Regions from separate parts of the Mus musculus genome. Here all the other regions are linked to region 2. A link is a contact called in public ChIA-PET and Hi-C data. All regions are on one chromosome and are shown on one strand. Each heading gives the region's core, a stretch centred on a gene start, on an enhancer-like site or on the middle of the called end of the contact. The rest is flanking DNA. Distances are from core to core; before and after follow the strand shown.

Region 1 (2,700 bases), core at 144-2,643, 67 kb before region 2:
CTAGGTAATCAGGCAGTAGAGTTCGCCCCTCCCCCAAGGTCCTGGCGACTCTGCAGCCCAGCCCAGGGCTGCTTTCCTCCGCCTCAGGTTTCCCGGGTTCTGCTTCTGCAGTGTCCCAGCAAGGAGGGCTGATCAAATGTTTCTGCCTACACCTGCGGACCCGGCCTCCAGTCTCCCGCAGCTTGCAAAAGAAAAAACATTAGAGCTGCTGTCTGGTGTCTGCTACTGCTCAGGGGAGCGCCCAAGAAGCAGGGGGGCGCTTAATTTGGTTCTGCAAGAAGCTGTTGCTTTGCAGCCCAAGTCGAAACTGACAGGTCCCCTGGTTACCTGAGACGGTCCTGTAGAGTCATAATGACAGTGATAATAACAGCAGGGAACTGGGTGTTCATTTTTTTCTCTCCTCTACAAGTCACAAAGCAAGAAAATAGCTTTGTGGCCTTCGCTTTTATTTTAGTGTTTCTGAGTAAAACAAGAGAGGGTGGGTACTAGAAAATGCTGTTTTTGTTGTGCCAAAGAGGATCTCTCTCTCTCTCTCTCTCTCTCTCTCTCTCTCTCTCTCTCTCTCTCTCTCTCTCTCTCTCCCTCCCTCTCTCCCTCCCTTCCTCCCTCCCTCCCTCCCCCCCCCCCTCCGCTAAAGAAGAAAAGTTTACTAGTCTAGCCAGATTCCCCTGTCCCTATATCTGGAGACATCTTTCAACTTGGCCAAGATCCCTTCCCTTGGAGCTCAGGATCTGCTCTTCCCTCCGAGCTCAGGATGAGGGACGGCAACCTGTCCTACAATGTTTGGTAGACTACGGGTTAACTCTTCAAGAAGACAGCCACCTGCCAGATCGAAACTCACACCCTTCTCCGGAAGCCCCTGGCAGAAAGGCCACCGGCAGGACCAGGAGGGCGCTGGACTGTGCTCCCTAGGGAGGGTCTCAAGTCCCAGAGGGACCTGCGTCCTGACACTTGAGATCTCCTCATCTCCAGCCCGGGAGGAGGCCCGCGAATGCCGACCTACCTTCACGAAGAGCTCGATCTCGGGGTCCCTGTCGTCCCCATTAGTTGTCGCTGAGTCCGTCATGCCGTTGGCGCCCCGGACCACGGTCCCGGGCCGGAGAGGCGCCACCTCTGCAGCACTTCAGGCTCCTGCTCACAGCGGGGGCCTCTCTTTTGCACGGTGTTTAATGTTTTCTTTTTTTAAGACTACCAGTTTCTCATCAATTTCTCCAAGCAAGGACAGCGATGCCTGAGAGATCAGAGTCCCAGGTGTCACGCGGAAAGAGAGGACTCCAAGAGCCAGCAGGGGGCTAAAAGGAAAAGCGAGCTAAGGGATTGACAACAGGTCCCAAGAGCAACAAGTGCCTGACTGCTGGGAGGTGTCACAGGATCCGAGACTGTCAGCGATCCCGCGCCGCTGCCGCGGGTGCGCCCAAAATAGACCACGGCCGCGGGGCGGGGTCAGTCCGGGCGGGGACTGGAGGGAGGGGGACACCCTGGGAACTCAGCATTCGTTGGGCCCAGTCACATAGGAGACCCCTCAGTGTACGAGCTCAGACAGAGCTAAGAATGTTCTGAAGGTCATGAGGGACAGAAAGAGTGGTGTACAGAAGATGATTTTCAAGGTTTGTTTTTTTTTTTTATTTTTAAATTTTTGTTTTTTAATGAAGAGGTTCAGTTAGTCCATCAAAATCACGCACTTACAATAGCGTGGAGCGAAGAAAAGATCCTGAATTCGCTGAGCTTGCCATTTTTGCTCTGTGCAAGTGGAGAGGGAGTGGGCCAGGAGCAGGGGAGAGGCTGAGGGGTGAGCCAACCAGTAAGGTGCTGGAGTCAGAGATCTGCAGCTTTCAACTTTGTGGGGTTTTCATTCCCTTGCTTGGTTTTATTCTCCTCTGCTTTCTTATTCTCTCTCTCTCCCTCCTCCCTGTCTCCCCTCACCTCCTTCTCCTCTTCCTGGTCCTGCTCCTCCTTCTCTCTCTGCCTCTGTCTCTGATTCTGTCTCTGATTCTGTCTCTGATTCTGTCTCTGATTCTGTCTCTGTCTCTGTCTCTCTCTCTCTCTCTCAGAGAGAGAGAGACAGAGACAGAGAGAGAGAGAGAGAGAGAGAGAGAGAGAGAGAGAGAGAGAGAATTCTATAGCATAGGCTGGCTTTGGCCTTAAACTCACTATGTAACTGAGACTGGTTTGGAATTCCTCATTCTCCTATCTCAAAACCTTCTAAGTGCTGCTTACAGGTGTAGGTCACCACATCCAGCTTTCTCTTTCTCTTTCTCTTTCTCTTTCTCTTTCTCTTTCTCTTTCTCTTTCTCTTTCTCTTTCTCTTTCTCTTTCTCTTTCTCTTTCTCTTTCTCTTCCTCTTCCTCTTCCTCTTTCTTTCTCTTTCTCTTTCTCTTCCTCTTCCTCTTTCCCTTTCTTCCTTTCTTTCCTTCTTTCTTTCAGAACTATGATACAGATATACTGTGCTCACATCCTGTAAGCATAGCTCAATGTATTTTCACCAGCTGCTACCAGCACTAGATGAAGGAATAAAATATTGACTTCTTGCTCTTTTTTTTTTCTTCTGCTTTTCCACTCACCCAAGGTAACCATGACTCAGACTTGAAATAGTCTAAAGTGAGAGTTAGGGTTGGTAGGTTGAAGCTACTAACGCTGGTTTCTTTCAACCATAATGGCATTGGACACATTTCCCATAGATATAGACTTTGGTAGAGGTGT
Region 2 (2,700 bases), core at 193-2,692:
GTACATTATAATGAAAAAAATAGATCACTTTGGTTTTAGATTGTCAGAACATCTAAGTTTAGATTCTTAGGATAAGATCTCTCTGGCAGACATTATTCTAGCCTTATACTTACGTCCAGAATTCCTCTGGGTGGATCCACATTACCTCCTAGGCAGTATCAGTATCATGTGCTTAGGGCAAATGCCAGTTCCTTCTGGAAAAAGCTTTATGTTTGATATTTCAGAGGTAGTAGCACTGAAGGAGTCAAACAAAAAACAAAAACAGAATTATGCCAGTATTCCTTATTCCAAGTCTGGGAGGAGGGAGGAACCACGGCCTTTGGAAGGACTGTTGTTAGAAGGTCTCCGCAGCTTGTCCAGGGAATGCAAGGTGCTCTCCTGTTTCTGGGCTCTTGCCCCACCTGGCCCCGAGCTGTAGGAACATCAGACTAGGCCATTAAAGTACAGGGGAGCAGGAGTGAGCCTGTGCCTGCCCCGAGGGTTACACACTAATTGAGAACAGAGTCCATATTGTTCTTTCTTTGCTGAGCAGGGCCCACTGCCAGTGCAGAGCCACCAAGCTCAGAGATGCCCCGCTGGGAAGATGCCTCCAGGACCCAGCTAACTAGGTGTGGGAGGGAGCACCAGCAACTGGTGGCTCTCTTTCCTGGTCGAAAGGTCAGGAGGTGAGAGCAAAGAATGTGGTTAAACTGTGGTTAGAAACGTCAAACTTCCTAGACAGGTTCCACCACAAGATTTCAATTTGAGAGGTTGAAACCTAATAAAAGTTGGGCTAGCTCAAAGATCAAACTCGGGAAAGATGCGCAATTTATCCTCGCTACAGGTATAATGCTTGGGGCAAGGCAGTCACCTGGCTGTTCTCAAAGCTTTGGAGGAACAATCGGGACGTCACAATTTCCTGGAGTAAAGCGACCGCGGCAGGAAGCCAGAACTTTCTAGAAAGATTATCACTGCACACTGACATGTGCACAGGCAGTGGTTTCTTCTGTGTTCACAGGGGGGAAAAGGAGTCAATGCATACTTTTTAGAAAAACACAGGTGAGAGGATTGTGGGAAATTTTTACTTTCATTTCTGTGAAGTTCTAGAGTATGCAAAGGCTGTGAACATCTTTAAAACTCAGGGTGGGGGGATGGATTATGGGGGCTGTGGATGTCCACTGGCCATGTGGCTGGCGTTTGCTGTGTGCTCAAGTGCTGGAGAGTGGGACTCACTGATGGGCATATTTCCTCATTGACATGAAGGGCAGAACAGATCGTCCTGGTGGTCTAAAAGCCTGCCCTAAAGAGGAGGGCCGGCACTCTCTTTAACCGCTCTGGTGAGTTGCCGCCCAGCTCCTCACCTTGGTATGGTGTGATTTAGGCCATGGTCTTAGATCTGCATACACGCTAGGCAGATATTTGCCATGACAATGTGCTTCTGTTTGCTACCCGCCTCAACCCTTGCTTTGTCTGCCTTGCAATCTTTGCCTTCTTTCTGACTTCAGTTGCTGAGGTCAGAGCTGTGACACGTGGAAACGTCAAGTGGCTAGGGAAAAAGCAAAACAGAACCAAACGTAAACCAAATGAGAAATCTGTAGGCATATATTTTTGCAACCTACTTCAATAAGGGTTCAACCTCTCCTCTCGCCCACCGCCCAGCAGAGGTAATGGAAGAGAAACGTTATTAGGATATGGGGGAAGTGGGCCTGTTCATAAGAGTTCTTTGGGGGTGAGGTTGAGCTTCTTTGGCAGCAGTTTGGTCCTGTAGCAAACACCAAATACAACTCAGCAGTTGCAGACCAGTCCTCTAGGCAAGCAGATACCAAATGCGAACTGGCAGCTACAGTCCAGTCCTTCCAGCAAGCAGACACCAGGCAGCTGTAGTTCAATCCTGGAGAAATTATTGCCAGGCTCGCCAACCAGCCTGCAACCAGGCCACAGTAGAAGGAACCTCGAGAAGTGGCGAGCTGCCGCACCACACACACAGACACACACACACAGACACAGACACACACACACACACACACACACACACAGGATGGCGTGCACATTTCCATTCTCTAAGGGGACTGACAGAAACTTCAAGAGGCTAATATGCCTATAGTCACATAACTAGTTTTAGCAGAATCCATAATTAAGATTTTTAAAACAAACAAGCAAATAAACAAACAAAACATGGCCTCTATATGTTTTTTCCTGGAAGCCTTTGCACATAAACAGTTTTTTAGCTTGGTCTACCTTACCTTTAAACAACTGTTATACATTGTATACTTGTAAATTTGGTTCTACGTATTGAAAATTGCTGCTTTAAAAACATCTGAAATCCTTAACAGTTTACCAAGATGATTTCTGCTAATATAGAGATTTAATGAATATGGCAAAATGCAAGTGAGACCCACAAAGCTACATATGGAGAAAAACTGATGATGGGATGAAGGCCAAAGTTCTCAAGCAAAAATGAGGAAGAGGCTGTTTGTCAAGGATGATGGTATACAGCAGCAAACTGGGAAGAAAATACTCAGATAAGAAGACATGGGACATCAGCCAAGAAAGCAAAGAGATCTCAAAGCAATTGACAGCTGCTGGGCTAAAGGGAGAGTTGGAAAAGGAAATGAAGCATGGATATGATCATATATCTTTGTATACATGTAAAACATTCTTGAGAATAAGGAAAAAACTGAAGCCAATTATGCCTAGTACATAGCACTAGAACAAAGTAGC
Region 3 (2,700 bases), core at 64-2,563, 67 kb after region 2:
CATTATATTATATTAATTATGGAGCATTATAAAGCAGAATATAACACAAAAGGTAAATTTCGTGAATCAGAAAATCCTTTGTGAGAATAAGTGCAGGTGTGACCGTTTTGTCCTTATCTATGGGGGCATTTTCTATAATATCTTAATTAGGTTTAAAATTTTAGTTGTATTCAATAACAAGTATTAAAACACAAATAATGCCATGTTCAAAGTAGCTTTAAAAATCAGATTATTATTTTAAGATTTTTTCTTTATATTATGTCTATACGTGGACCAAGGGTACGTGTGCCTGAGTGCAGGAGGTGTCAGAGGCCAGGAGAGGGCATCAGATCCTTTTGAGGTAGAGTAAAAGGTGTTTATAAGCTGCCTGATGTGTCTACAGTGAACCAAGCTTTGGTCCTCTCTTAAAGCAGTCTGTGCTACGAACTGTTCAGTCATCTCTCCAGCCCCTAATGACATTGTTTTAAAATTTCATTTAAAATCAGTTAAGAACCTACAGTAGATAGGTCATGGGCCTAGGGGAAAACCTACTCTTTTCATTCTGCTAAAAAAGCATAGCATTGACGTGACCCCTAGTGATATATTGATATGCCCATAGAGCTGTGTATTCAGTCATCATCAGAGATGCTCCTTGCAGTAGATGGGAACTAACACAGAGACCCACAACTTCAGACCACCCAGTCCTAAATGGGATGTCTTCATCAAACCCCTTCCCTCAGGGCTCAGGCATCTGTGTGAAAGAGGAGGCAGAAAGATTGTAAGAGCCACTGTTGATGGATGACTCTAAGGAAACAGTGTCTTCCAGATACAACAGGACAGATGCACATATGAACTCACAGAGGCTGTGATAGCATGCATGGGGCCATGTGTGGGTTCATGCCACATGGAGTCTCAGCACTGAGAGGGACAAGTGGACACGGGGCCCAACTCCTAACCAAGACTCTATTTGCAACTGATACTTGCCGGCAAAGGGAAAATGGGTTTTCTCCAAGTGGAATGTCACTGCGTATATCAACCACGCTCTGGGGCTATCATTTTATAGTGTTTTGTTTTATGTAGGAAGGAAGGGAGGGAAAGAAGAAGAGAAGGAGAGAAAAAGAGAGAGGGAGGGAAGTTAAGTGGGTAGGGACCTGGGAGGAATTGGGAGAGGAGAAATACAATAAAAAATAACCTATAAGTTTTTTTTTTAAATTAAAAGTTCCTTTAAAAAAATCAATCAAAGAGAGATAGCGCCACATTTAATTATGTCAGGAGCAGCACATGCCACCAAGCCACAGCTGTGAGCCTTTTTTCTATTCTTACATCCTGGCTTGTCTACCTAAGCTTGGCTGACACAAGCTGGAGGCACCCACTCTTTTGTTGGGGAGTCAGTACATCCTCGTCCCTGGCACCTGTGGATGATACTATATGTGGGAAACGTGTAAAGGCACTATCTGAGGCTGTGGACACTAGAGAGACATACTCTACAAGAGGGAGCCAAAGAGAAACTTGGCTGCAGAAGAGGAAAAGGTAGTATGGCCACAGATACGGAACAGAAACTGATGTGGAGGGACGCTAAGCAATGCCAGTGGCCACAGAAACCACAAGAGACATAGAATGCCTTCCCCCCCAGGCACACTGGAGGAAGTCTGACCCTGGTGATGCCTTGCTATTGACCCCGTGACACTGACTTTGGACCTCAGTCTGTTCAACTTGTGAAAAAAATCAAGTCCTGGTGTTTTGCACCACTGTGATCATTGTTAGAGCTTGGAGCTAATACAGAGAATGAAAGTGAGACTTCTTTGCCAGCCTCCTTTAAAAGAGAGAAATCTCAGAAGTCCCATTGCCGATCCCTACCTCATACCTCCCAGTTTCCTGCCCAGATCCTATTAAAAAGCCTCTTGTTTCCTGGATGCTTAGAAATATGTGTCTGATATAAAGCTCTGCTAGCAAATAGAAACAATGTTGAGAAAAGGCACCTAACAGGGTCTGTCATAGTTAGTATAGGGGAACAGTTGGCATTGAAGCAAAATGCACCAGCTAAATGCCAAGGTCAAGCTGCTGCAGTGTGAGGGACTGGAGAGTTTACTAAGGTCCTCGAGAAAACTCTTTCATAAGCACCCAGTACTAGGCATGCTTTCTTACCTCACAAGCCATTGTGTTCTATGTTCTGTGACAAAGCAAACACAAACACTTTCTATGTGATAGGCACCTCTCAGGGATGAGGTCTCACTTTCTCATGGCTTGGATGACCTGTCAAGTCATCAGGCATGCAAGTGAAATCTTCCGTAGAGGCTGGTGAGCTTTCCTGGTAACTTTCAGCTAAAGATTCTGCCTTCCAGTTCTTTGTTCTGCCTTCTAAAATGCTGTCCACCACAAGGCAGATGTCTTCTCAGCGTCCACTTCTGTGTAACTTCAGACAGCTGACGCTAAGCATGGAGGTGTGTGCCTATAGTTCCAGCTACTCAGGAGTCTGAGGTGGGAGGTTTGCTTATCCTAGGAGTTCAAGGCCACCCTGTGCAGTACAGCAAGATCCTGCATAAAAAGCAATGTAGGCTGAGTCGGTAAATATATACTTCAAAAGTGAGTTCTAACCCCAAGAAATCAGCTACAAACTGTCTGTCCTCTCAGAGCCCTTCCAGTAGCATGGGAGGCAGATACAGAATTCCTGAAAACTTATGGGCCAGGTGGCCTGTCACAAGTGATGGCAAAATAAGAGAC

Evidence for each region. A called contact is a pair of places that touch in the nucleus more often than the background predicts. ChIA-PET counts read pairs in DNA pulled down with a chosen protein or histone mark.
Region 1: a contact with region 2 is called in an RNA polymerase II ChIA-PET map of effector CD8 T cells, with 23 read pairs. The contact joins the promoter of Clic5 here to the enhancer-like site in region 2. A contact is called at or near these places in 1 of 484 Hi-C or Micro-C datasets (nephron progenitors), 2 of 115 datasets of contacts at active chromatin or transcription factors (effector CD8 T cells and memory CD8 T cells) and 1 of 9 other capture datasets (adipose tissue).
Region 3: a Hi-C map of bone marrow-derived dendritic cells shows a contact between it and region 2, with 3 times the contacts expected there. The contact joins two enhancer-like sites. A contact is called at or near these places in 33 of 484 Hi-C or Micro-C datasets (the 3T3-L1 cell line, B cells, the C2C12 cell line and 19 more), 1 of 115 datasets of contacts at active chromatin or transcription factors (bone marrow-derived dendritic cells) and 3 of 9 other capture datasets (adipose tissue, liver and pancreatic islet).

What each region holds. Positions count from the first base shown.
Region 1 is chr17:44,187,265-44,189,964 of GRCm38.p6, reverse strand. Clic5 (chloride intracellular channel 5) reads right to left here and starts at 1,393. Exons shown (of 6, transcript NM_172621.2): 1 at 1,004-1,393. The coding sequence starts at 1,066.
Region 2 is chr17:44,119,818-44,122,517 of GRCm38.p6, reverse strand. It overlaps Gm34917 (predicted gene, 34917), which reads right to left. Exons shown (of 4, transcript NR_167720.1): 2 at 1,341-1,525; 3 at 114-235. Among named protein-coding and RNA genes, the nearest start is that of Enpp4, 15 kb to the right of the region's middle. Within about 2 kb of position 1,442, at least 58 of the 459 cell types and tissues checked have an H3K27ac peak or open chromatin away from gene starts, as enhancers often do. A contact at or near this core is called in effector CD8 T cells and memory CD8 T cells, where this site is marked.
Region 3 is chr17:44,052,509-44,055,208 of GRCm38.p6, reverse strand. It overlaps Gm34857 (a long non-coding RNA gene), which reads right to left. Exons shown (of 4, transcript XR_876801.2): 3 at 2,125-2,700. Among named protein-coding and RNA genes, the nearest start is that of Gm34857, 10 kb to the right of the region's middle. Within about 2 kb of position 1,313, at least 35 of the 459 cell types and tissues checked have an H3K27ac peak or open chromatin away from gene starts, as enhancers often do.